Regions from separate parts of the Siniperca chuatsi genome. Here region 2 is linked to region 1. Evidence: chromatin contacts called from public Hi-C data. All regions are on one chromosome and are shown on one strand. The core of a region is the stretch at or near the end of the contact, and the rest is flanking DNA. Distances in the headings are between cores, read along the strand shown.

The links. Hi-C and Micro-C count contacts between places; a contact is called where the count stands out from the background.
Region 2: a contact with region 1 is called in a Hi-C map of skeletal muscle, with 5 times the contacts expected there. The contact joins the promoter of LOC122867593 here to the promoter of LOC122867597 in region 1. A contact is called at or near these places in 3 of 3 Hi-C or Micro-C datasets (liver, skeletal muscle and an unstated tissue).

What each region holds. Positions count from the first base shown.
Region 1 is chrLG20:4,934,639-4,940,074 of ASM2008510v1, forward strand. It overlaps LOC122867597 (thyroid hormone receptor alpha-B), which reads left to right and starts at 2,343. Exons shown (of 10, transcript XM_044178578.1): 1 at 2,343-2,788.
Region 2 is chrLG20:5,081,851-5,087,060 of ASM2008510v1, forward strand. It overlaps LOC122867593 (ATP-dependent RNA helicase DHX8), which reads left to right and starts at 2,797. Exons shown (of 23, transcript XM_044178570.1): 1 at 2,797-2,985; 2 at 3,288-3,373; 3 at 3,473-3,545; 4 at 3,958-4,049. The coding sequence starts at 2,877.

The DNA of each region.
Region 1 (5,436 bases), core at 1,093-3,592:
TAGAAAAGCAAAGATCATTAAAAGTATATGTACATACATACATGGTGCACAAATAAACAATTAAAACGATCAGTTTCAATTTAATTCAATTAAACACACATCCACAATGACACAAGGCTAATTTAAAAAAAAAAAAAGGAGAATAGAAATCTTTGTCTGCTTTACCGGATTGCAAGTTATTAATTATTTTTTCCTATCATAGCTGTTTTAGCACTTTGACACAATACATTTGGTGGAAATCTAAGCTTGCAGGCAGCCAAAAGAAAATAACAACCAATACCAAATCAAGAAATCACAGTACTATGACACTGCAGAAAACACTGGGGACAGATTTGACTGTGCCAGTATTCCCCTTTGACCAAATTGGAATTTTGTGGCTTTAGTAATGGCGGTGAATGGTAAACCCAAATAAAAACTTCTAACGTTCCAGATGCTACATCCATATTTTTTAGAGCCTGTGGTGGGAATAGATTCATATAGAAGGGCTGTTAGCCATCTGTCCATCCTCGCACTCATTCACGTGTCCATCCATTCTCAAGGCCAGATGTCCTTTCCATGGCAACATCCTCCAGTTCCTTTACAGCCCAATCTGCAACAGCTGTGCATGTAGATGCAGTGGCCAGTAGCTCCTTGAAATTTTGCTACGTTTTTACGTCTTTAATGCTGAAACATCATTGAATGATGTCTGATTGGATTTGTTTTAAATAGCTAAGCCCAAATAGTTCAAATCGACTGGAACAGGAGATCTTGACCATGGCGATGGCTGCGTGTACAGATGCTTCGACCTGTAGCTCTTTCAGACTCCGCTAGCTACATTCTTGTTTTTCATCGGGTTTTTTTTCTTCATTTTTTAGGCTTTATTGCTGAAACGCGTATTACCTATGACAGTAATACATCATCGTGGTCATCGGAGGTTTGGATTAAAGAGCAGCGGACCTTGACCCAGATCAGTCGGACCAGGCAGGCACCACGGCGGCTGCTGTGATCGGCCAGGAGGAGAGGAAAGAGAGCCGGGATAGGAGCCATGCTGGCCCAGCTTGGACTTAAGGCTGCTCCTGGCTAAGGTCCGGTCTGGATGAAATGTTAGCATGATAACATGTTAAACTAAGCTGGTGACCATGATAAACATTATACCTGTTAACATTGTCAGTTTGAACGTGTTAACATGCTGAGGTTAGCATTTAGCTCCAAGCAATGTTGTGCCTTAGTGCAGAGTCATAGAGCCACTAGCGTGGTTGTAGACTAGTTTCCTGTCCACAATAGCTTAGTGTGACTGCACTGTTGAAGGAGAATAGAAATCTTTGTCTGCTTTACCGGATTGCAAGTTATTAATTTTTTTTTTCTAGCATAGCTGTTTTTAGCACTTTTCCACTAAATGTCAATCTAAGCTTGCAGGTAGCCAATAGACCAACCATAAGCCAATAAATTGGCTATTTATTTCAGCACTAATCAATGTTAATATCATATCAATAGGGCTGAAACGATTAGTTGATTTATCGATTAGTCAACTGTTTTGATAACTGATTTATCTTTGTTATTTTTCAAGCAAAAATGCAAAACATTTGCTGATCCCATCTTCTCAGATGTGAGTATTTGACGCTTTTCTTTATCTTATATGATAGTAAACTTAATATCTTTGAGTTTTGGCCTGATGGTCACATAAAACAAGCAATTTCAATAAGTAGGAAAATAATTCAAATAACTTGTTTTGTCCTTGAAAATATGCAATTTACAGTGATTAAAAACAGATACGCAGAAAATCCTCACATTTGAGACGCTGGAAGCAGGAAATGTTTAGTATTTTTGCTTGATAAATGACTTTCATGATTAATGATAATCAAAACTGTTGTTAATTTCCCTGACTAAGTGACTAATCGATTAATTAGCTTATTATTTCAGCGCTAATCAATATTATTACCCTTCAAAGAAGGGCTTGACCACACTGAATCCAATCATGAGAAATCTAAGGAGTGATTACATTGTTGTTGCATTAATTGTATTTTCATATTTCTCTGACAAACGTCTCTTTCAGTGACATAGATAGCTGATGATTAATAATTCTTGGAGGACAGTGTTTCTCATTGCAGCATTTAATACCCCAGTCGTGTCCCTTCACCAAAGCTGAAATTTCTTATCTAGTTTATACAAGGTGGACTAATCTCACCTTCCCAAAGGGAGGAGGAGGAGGAGGAGGAAGGAGGGTGCTTCAGCGCAGTGATGATGAAGTCAATAAATAAGGAAAGCAGAGACGACTCGAGGCGGCGGGGGATGTTCCGCATTTCACATCTCAACGTAGCAACATGTGTTTGTGTGTACAGTTTGTGCTTTACAGTGGTGGTCCTGTAGAGAGCGGTAGATAGTTTTGATAAGTGGTGACACAGCCGAGCGCTCCCCTTACTGTACAGTAAAAGCGGAGGGAGGAGCGAGCGTGTAAGTTAACGTTGGTATTTCTTTTTTGGTTCTTTTCCTCCTGTCGCTGAAGCCCGTCCAAACGCTACTGGAAGGCAGCAAAAAGGTGGAAGAAACTACTCCTTTCCACGCAAAAGCTTTGCAGGAAGGCGGCCGGGGAGCAGTGAGAGGAGGGCGATAATCTGACAGTAGGCTCCGAGGCGCAGCAGCTTGGCGGAGGACTGGGCTCGGAGTGAGGGGACGTGTAGCCACTCAGCGCCGCCGCTACACTTGTGCAGAAACCGGAGGAGCCCCGCTGACTTTCTCCCGCTTCAGTTCCGCCTAAAGCCATAATAGCCAACCGAAACTGGTGCCCAGACCGCGTGGGGGGTAACCGACGGTAAGTGTCGTTATCAGGCTTGAACCCGCCCGACGGTCACAGCGTGCTGTGCATGCAGTTGTTTGGCGGTGCTAGCTTCTGTGGCCTGGGCTGGTTTGACAGATCAGATCAGCAGCCAAGGTACACACGGTGTACTGTACAGGCAGAGTCTAACCTTGTTGGTCTGTGGCCATTCCGCCACTATTGTTGACGTTGCCCTCTGGTTAGTAGTTGTTGTCAATTAAACGGTAACACTGCCGGATATTAACTGCAAAGCGGTAATGGTGCCTTTTTTTTAGTGCATCATGCTTGTAGGATACTATGTGCTGCACACAGGCCCGAACTTGGATAAATGCCTCCTGCACTCTGGCGCGCGCATGGTCCAATCACGCATGCACACACACACACACACACACACACACACACACACACACACACACACACACACACACACACAGGCAGATAGACTGATCAGTAAAGATCACTAGATATAATACACCCGTAATACTTCTGTAGGGAGCCTTTCAATTCAGTCATATGACACTAATTTGGTTTTCCTCTTTTCTCCTCCTCGAGGAGCTGTAGAAGGGAGTTTTTAATGCATACTGACATTCTTATTTCAATAGCATTAGCAATATTCAAGTGCATAATAGTACTATTGATCCAAGTGAAGTGCTATAACTAAGGTAAGGCTGTAAAGAAAGGGAAACCCACCCTAAGTCAACTTGCATTTACTCAACTTGGAATAAATCTTTCTTAACCAAATTAAGTGTATGAACACTGGGTTATTAACATTCATATAATTCATGCATCTGTGTAAATATAGTTTATTATTGTGTATAATGGTCCCTGTGATGCTCACAGACTCATGCTCACATTTAGAGAGTCAGTTTTTTTTTTTGCTTCATGGTTACATAACTGACTGTATTACAACAAATGTCCAGTGCAGTCCAGATGATCACTGTCTGATCTTGTCAGTTAATACGTATCAAAAATCGCCAGTATCGGAACAGACTGTTCTAGTGAGGCACAATGTGCATTGCATTAAAACTGTCAGGGTCGGGTATTAAATTACCACAGACTCTGTGACTCAGTTGTACAAAAAAATGTGTGTGCTTTAGATAAACATGCTCACAAAATACAGTACAACTCAATACAAAAGGGTGTACTTTTTGTTGAAAGACAAAATTGCTCAGGAAGTTACCTTGACATGAATGCACTGATTATATAAAAGCTAAAATGCTTAATGTTGCCAAGAAACACTTTAATAACACAGCCTGATGTCCCGTATCCCTGACTGACTGCTGAAACTTAATCATTCACTTAGACCATGTGAAAATCCCCAGTGAAAATAATCTCAGTGCATGACTGAGCACAGCAGATCATGAATATAATGGTGACAGTTTCTTTAGTGTGTTTTCAGCTGTTTGTGTGTGAAGGCCTTCATCACCACATTACAGCGCTGTAATAATTAAATCACTCAATGTAACCACTCTGCTCAGAGCCTTTTCAGGGTCTCCATTCTCAGTGGCATTCATTTTCACAGTACTATCTTACACTGTGCTGATAGAAAGTGACAGCCTAAAAGCTGTATGCTCTTGCAGTTGAATCCATCAAGCTGGCAACAGAAGCATTTCCTCTGACACACTGAAGCTTATTTTAAAAGGCAGAGTGTATGGCTTTTCCTAACAACAGGGTAACCAGTGAACATTTTGAATAATTCTGTCCCTTAAATGTCTAAATTGCTAGACTTCAGCTGTCATTGCAAACTTTTAAAAGGTTGTAGTCTCATTTTACAGTATGAATACAGTCATCAGGAAGAAAACATCTTTCTCACAGTTTTTCTCAATGTGACATCTTGTAGAAATTAAACAAACAGATGAAGCTATGTTGTTTTTTTAAGTTTGGAGGAACATTAAGAAGCTTTTTTACATAAGCATATCGTCCTATTTATTCCTCTCAAAGTACTGAAGTTCAAACGTGTCTGGAATATTGCATACACCATTATTAATAAATATTTTCCCTGTCATTATTATGTAAATGTATGTGGTGCTAAACCCCTGCAGATTCTTAGGATGTTATACCAAAACGGGCTAAAACAAAGCTAATTTATGTCAGATCAGCTGGTATGGCCCCAGATGCCCACTGTTCATTAATCATTAGCCATCAGTTTAAATCGCAGTGTTGTCTCCCTGGGTTGATTATTAGCCCTGGACAAATCCACCATTCAAGTATAAATGTTTTCTCTAAGGATATAATTTTAAATAGAGCAAGTGTGGGCTATGAAGAGGGCAAAAACGTGTCATCAGTGGCACTCAGATAAGTCTTCCATTAGAAACAAACAGACAAAGAGGTGATGTTTTCTTAAACACTGGCACTTTATTTTTCCCTTTTTCCTTTATTGTAAATAGTTTTTCCATGCATAGAAGGAAAGCAAATGGGAAATACTGGCTCCTACTGAGCGATGTAACAGTGTTGTACATGAGAGAACACACAGAAGGTGGATGGGTGTAGCCCCATGTGACCTATATCTTCTCTTCTCTTCTCTTCTCTTCCTGTTGGCTGGGGCTCCTTTAGGGGGCCAGAAGTGACCTTCAGTCTCTCCCCGCAGCAAGCACCCCAGTGGGCCTCTCTTTTTGTGAGCCTGTTTCTGTCTGTCTTTCTTCCTG
Region 2 (5,210 bases), core at 1,547-4,046, 150 kb after region 1:
CAGCATTGAAAATATATAAACATTATCTTGGAAGCCTACACCACTTTTAATTTTAATTATATCCCCTACAGTGACTGTGTTTACATTGCTTCATTTACTTTGTGATACAGAGTGACTGGGCTACACACATACATAGAACGAGAGTTACACACAGGTAACTTATTATTTTGCCATTAATTTTTTTCCCCCAGTTTGGTGTGGAAGAACTTGACTGGGCTACACAAAGCCCCAACCTCAACCCCATCCAACACCTTTGGGATGAACTGGATCGGTGACTCTGAGCCAGACCTGATCATCCAACATCAGTGTTGGACCTCACTGATGCTCTTGTGGCTGAATGGGAGCAAATCCCTGCAGCCAGGTTCCAAAATCTGGTGGAGAGACTGAAACCAGAAGAGTGGAGGCTGTGATAGCAGCACAGTAATGCTCATGGTCTCTCAATCACATAATGTTTTGGCCATGTAGTGTATATGCTCTGAACTTTTGGCAGTACTTTTATATTAATCTTAGCTGCAAAAGGATTACATAAATGTGGGGTGTTTATTAACACTTGAGTTACTTCATGACTTATAGTAAAAACGTATTTTTCTTTACAAAGACAGTACCCAAAAGCAGCTAAATCAATTCCAGATTGTATTTTTAACAGTACAAGGGGGGTGAAGTCTTGCAAAATAAAAAATGCATTGACTTGGAAAAGATTATGTGGGACTTCTGAGAAAAGCGACCTCCTGGGATGGAAGTTTCTCCGTGAGAATCCATTACTGCCTAAGTCAACATAGAAAGCCATAAAAATGTAAAATGTATGCTTTTAAAGAAGCTAGAGTGGGGATGTGAGAAATAACAAGTGAAGCAAAAAATAATGACCAAAGATTACAGAGGTTCAGTGCTCATCTAGTGTAACATGTAGCATGCAGACATAATCTCAAAGGTTAACTCCTTCTTAAAATGATTAAATATCAAAGGTTGTGTCAACATGAAAATCATGCAAGAACTTATGTCTCTTGATCAGGAATTAAGCAGTAGTCTGTTGAATAAGTGGTATGTTTATGGGATGGGTAATGAGGATTAAATTTAATAAGAAGATTAGAGGTAGGGGGTCTGAGAGGAGAGAGCCAACTAGACACTGATAGAGGGAAATATGTAAACAGACAGAGGGCTGTGTGTGTGTGCGGGTGGGGGGTGAAGGAGTTGAGGATGTCCTCGAGGCATATGGAAGGTTATTCAAGGACGAGGGGAGGAAGGATGTCTCCCATGTCCTGTATTCCAGCATGTACTCCCAACATAAACACCATACACCTTATACAATATATTATAATGACAGCACATACAAAGTGATACAATATGCAGTTTTGATTTACTGGTCCACACTTCTCTTTCAGTAAAACACTTCCAAGTCTCCATGAGTCAAAAACCTGTTAGTGAATACAAAACCATGAATCATGACTGTATGTAGTGACACTTTGCATACTGGCTAAGATAAAAATAGAGATAAAGTCATAGTGGAAGCCTGAGCTAAGTGCTCAAGATTGCATGGAGTGATTCATTACTATAAACTTATAGTAGAAGCCAGAGTTCATATATCTTGTGTAATTTTTAAATCTGTTTTGGCTCACCGCTTTGTTTCTTGTGACTCCTAGTAAGAATTTGGTATACACTACATGGCCAAAAGTATGTGGATTCCTGAAAATTATGTATTATTATATATGATAATTGTAATTGTTTAACATCTCATTCCAAAACCATGGGCATTAATACAGTATGGTGCCATAGCAGCCTCCACGCTTCTGGGAAGGTTTCGGGACCTGGTTGCAGAGATTTGCTCACATGAGAGCATTAGTTAGGTCAGGAACAAATGGGGGACAATCCATTCCAAAGGTGTTGGATGGGGTTGAGGTCAGGGGTTTTTTTTTGTGCAGACCAGTCAAGCTGGGAAAACCATTTCTTTATGGGCCTCGTTTTGTGCATGGGGGCATTCCCCAAAAAGTTGCCACAAAGTTTGAAGCACACTGCTGTCTAAAATATCAGTGTATGCTGTAGCATTAAGATTTCACTTAATTGGAACTAGCCCAAACCATGCAAATCAGCACAAGATCAAAAGTACACATGTCCACATACTTATGGCCCTATAGTGAGGTTCACTTGTGTCACATTTGAGCAAAATGGATTGAGCAACAAGCTTTTTCTACGTCTAAAATATGTAAAACTCATCGGTTAATAAATAATAATAATTAATTGCACTGTAACAAATGATTTAGGCTACACTAGACATAATGTAGCTCTTGCTGTGCATCCCAAGGGCCATAGCTAGATGTCTAGGCCTACAGAACATGAAACATAAACCAATACATGAGTTAAGTTGTACATGTTTTTGGACACAATTGTATAGGATGTTGCACTCAATCATATTTTGTCAAAATCTGATAAAATGTGCATTAAACATTTACACGAGCCATATACAATTCATAAAACAAAGATCAGGAGCCTAATAATGAGAAACATATATAGGCAATATCTTTATTTCACTTTGTGTTTAACTGATATACCTCAGAGATGCTTTTGATTTGATTGATCACTTTTATAAAATACAGATTGTTACAGCCTGCTGCCAAAACACAAATTGATATTTCACAGTAAAAACCGCACATGCGGAGTCCCAAGTGGCGTTATTGTAAATTTATTGTTAGAAACTTTAGCGCCATCGTGCGGCTCGTAGGAGCAAGACTGGCAACCCCTACATGGTTTCGTCATGATGACGAGCCGGAGCCTCGATGGGGTGAACCAATAGCGAAGCACGTACGACATAAAGGTGGAAGTTGCTCACATTCAATATGTCTGCTGGCGTCTACTTTTCCTGAACAAAACAACACTCGTGGAGAATGGCAAACGGTGGAGTTGACGAGCTATCGCAGCTTGAATATTTGTCTTTGGTGTCCAAGGTCTGCACGGAGCTTGACAACCATCTGGGAATAAGTGACAAAGATTTAGGTGTGTATTTTGTGGCCGAGAACACCCGGACGAAAAATCCTAGCTAACTAGCTGTAGTTAGCTAGCTAACTACAGTTTTATCTGTTAACACCGTAAACTGCATGTTTTTCAAACAGATCAAGTATTTTCCGGACTGTTGTCCCCCGTTAACTAGATACGTGGGCTTGTAATAACATCAAACATTGCTAGAATCGATGTTTCGTGTTTTTTCAACGCTGCATAAACTGCGACTTAGCGTTAGCTAGCTAACTTTACTCCTAATGTCCTGTCCACTGATAATTTGTTGTTTCATTGCTTCGCAGCTGAATTTGTCATCGACCTTGCTGAAAAACAGCCGACCTTTGACGGATTCAAAGCTCTTTTGCTCCAAAATGGAGCCGAATTCACAGTAAGTTCAACGCTAAACGCTGCATTAACAGTCATAAAGTGATGTAAGCTAACGTTAACAGTACTTGGTAACAAATCAGTGTTGTTGTGTTCATTGTAGGATTCTCTCATCGGTAATTTGCTCAGGCTCATTCAGACTATGCGACCTCCATCCGAAGCATCTACGAGTAAAGGTTAGTTGATGTAACTTTTGAGCTGTCAAAGCATTAATTTACTTTAGTTAAACATATCAACTGTACATTAGTGTGTGTGTGTGTGTGTGTATATAATTTTTTTTTTCAATATAGGTAATAGTTTCTATGCTATATAGGGGAACATTTTATTTTGGCATTGTGACGATTAAAAATAGTATTGGGTACTGCTTAGGTTGATCTCCATTCAGAGCCAAAATGCATATTTTACCCATAGAGACATTTTCCCCCAAAATGCTGTGTAATAGCATATTTACTTGTATGTTTTCTATATTTGCACTGTTTAACTGCTACTTCTCTGTGGTCCTCTTGTACAATGACATATGGTGTGTCCTCATCATTCTACTTTGGGAATAATCAACACTACAATTAATGAATAACCGTTGATTTTCAGCCTCTGAGGCTTTGGTCAAGCCGAAGACAGAAAAGGAGAAGCTGAAGGAGTTATTTCCTGCACTGTGTAGACCAAATGATCCAGCACCAAAGGTACATGGCTTTAACACATTATTTGTAGGTGGTATCTGTTTGACTGCACAAGCATAGTTTTGTCATAGGAGAAGCTGGTCTTGACTCTCCTCTTCATAATCAATCTGTCAATACATCCTTACGAGGAGAACACTGTGATTAAATGGGATGAGAGGACATGATGTGATTGTCCATGATTGATGCCAGCTTGAAACAAACCCATTGAAAATCTATGATTCCTCACAAGCCAGGTGGGATGCCTGCCTTTGGACACAAAAAGTTTGCTGATTTACCACCACTGAGCTCTTGATTATGCCTTGCACTGTGTGCCTTAAAGGTGGGGTATGCGATTCTGGAGAAATCCAATATTATGACAAATACCATGATTTAGAACGAACAACGACACAGCAAGTAATGTAACTAATGTTAGCTAGGTTGTGGGTTAGCAAACTGTCGCTACAGTTGCTGCTGTAAAGCTAACATGCAGAGAGGAGGAGACGTTTCCCAGAGCCAGTGAACCAGTTCCAGACAGCGATATTCATAACTCTCCTGCTGCTATAGCTAACATCACAACAGCAGCATATGTTACCTGACATACAAATCATGGCTGTAATAGTGTTGTGTGGCTTGGTCCGAGCCATTTTTTTTCCTTTCCAATTTACAGAGCCAGGGCTGTGTACACACACCAGATTTTTTTTTTTTTTTTTTTTTTTTTTTCACGCATACACAGAACGGACAGCTAGCGGACCGTGAGGAGATATTAATGTTAATATTTACTGATTTGGAGGAGGGGAAAAAAAGTGTATTGGATTAGAATCGCATACCTCACCTTTTTAATTATGTGAAAACAAATATTGTTTTTTATACTAGTATGTCCAATACTAGTATACAAAACCAGCACTCCGATCAAGATGTTTGGAGAAAAAAGCACGGTGTTCTGGAGAAGAGTTGTGGGACATGTTTTTAATTTTGATGGACTTGCATTGAGGCTCACAGTAGTCTGCAACTCGCTGTGTGTGTGTGTGTGTGTGTGTGTCCCCTCAAAGTTAGAAATAGATGATAATGTGCCTGAAGCATAATGCAGTGTTCGCCTTAGAGTTGCCATATTTACAAAACCCATGAACTCCTAACATTGTTCAAGCCTGTAGTTAAATTTAATATTGAAATCAGATATATATCTTT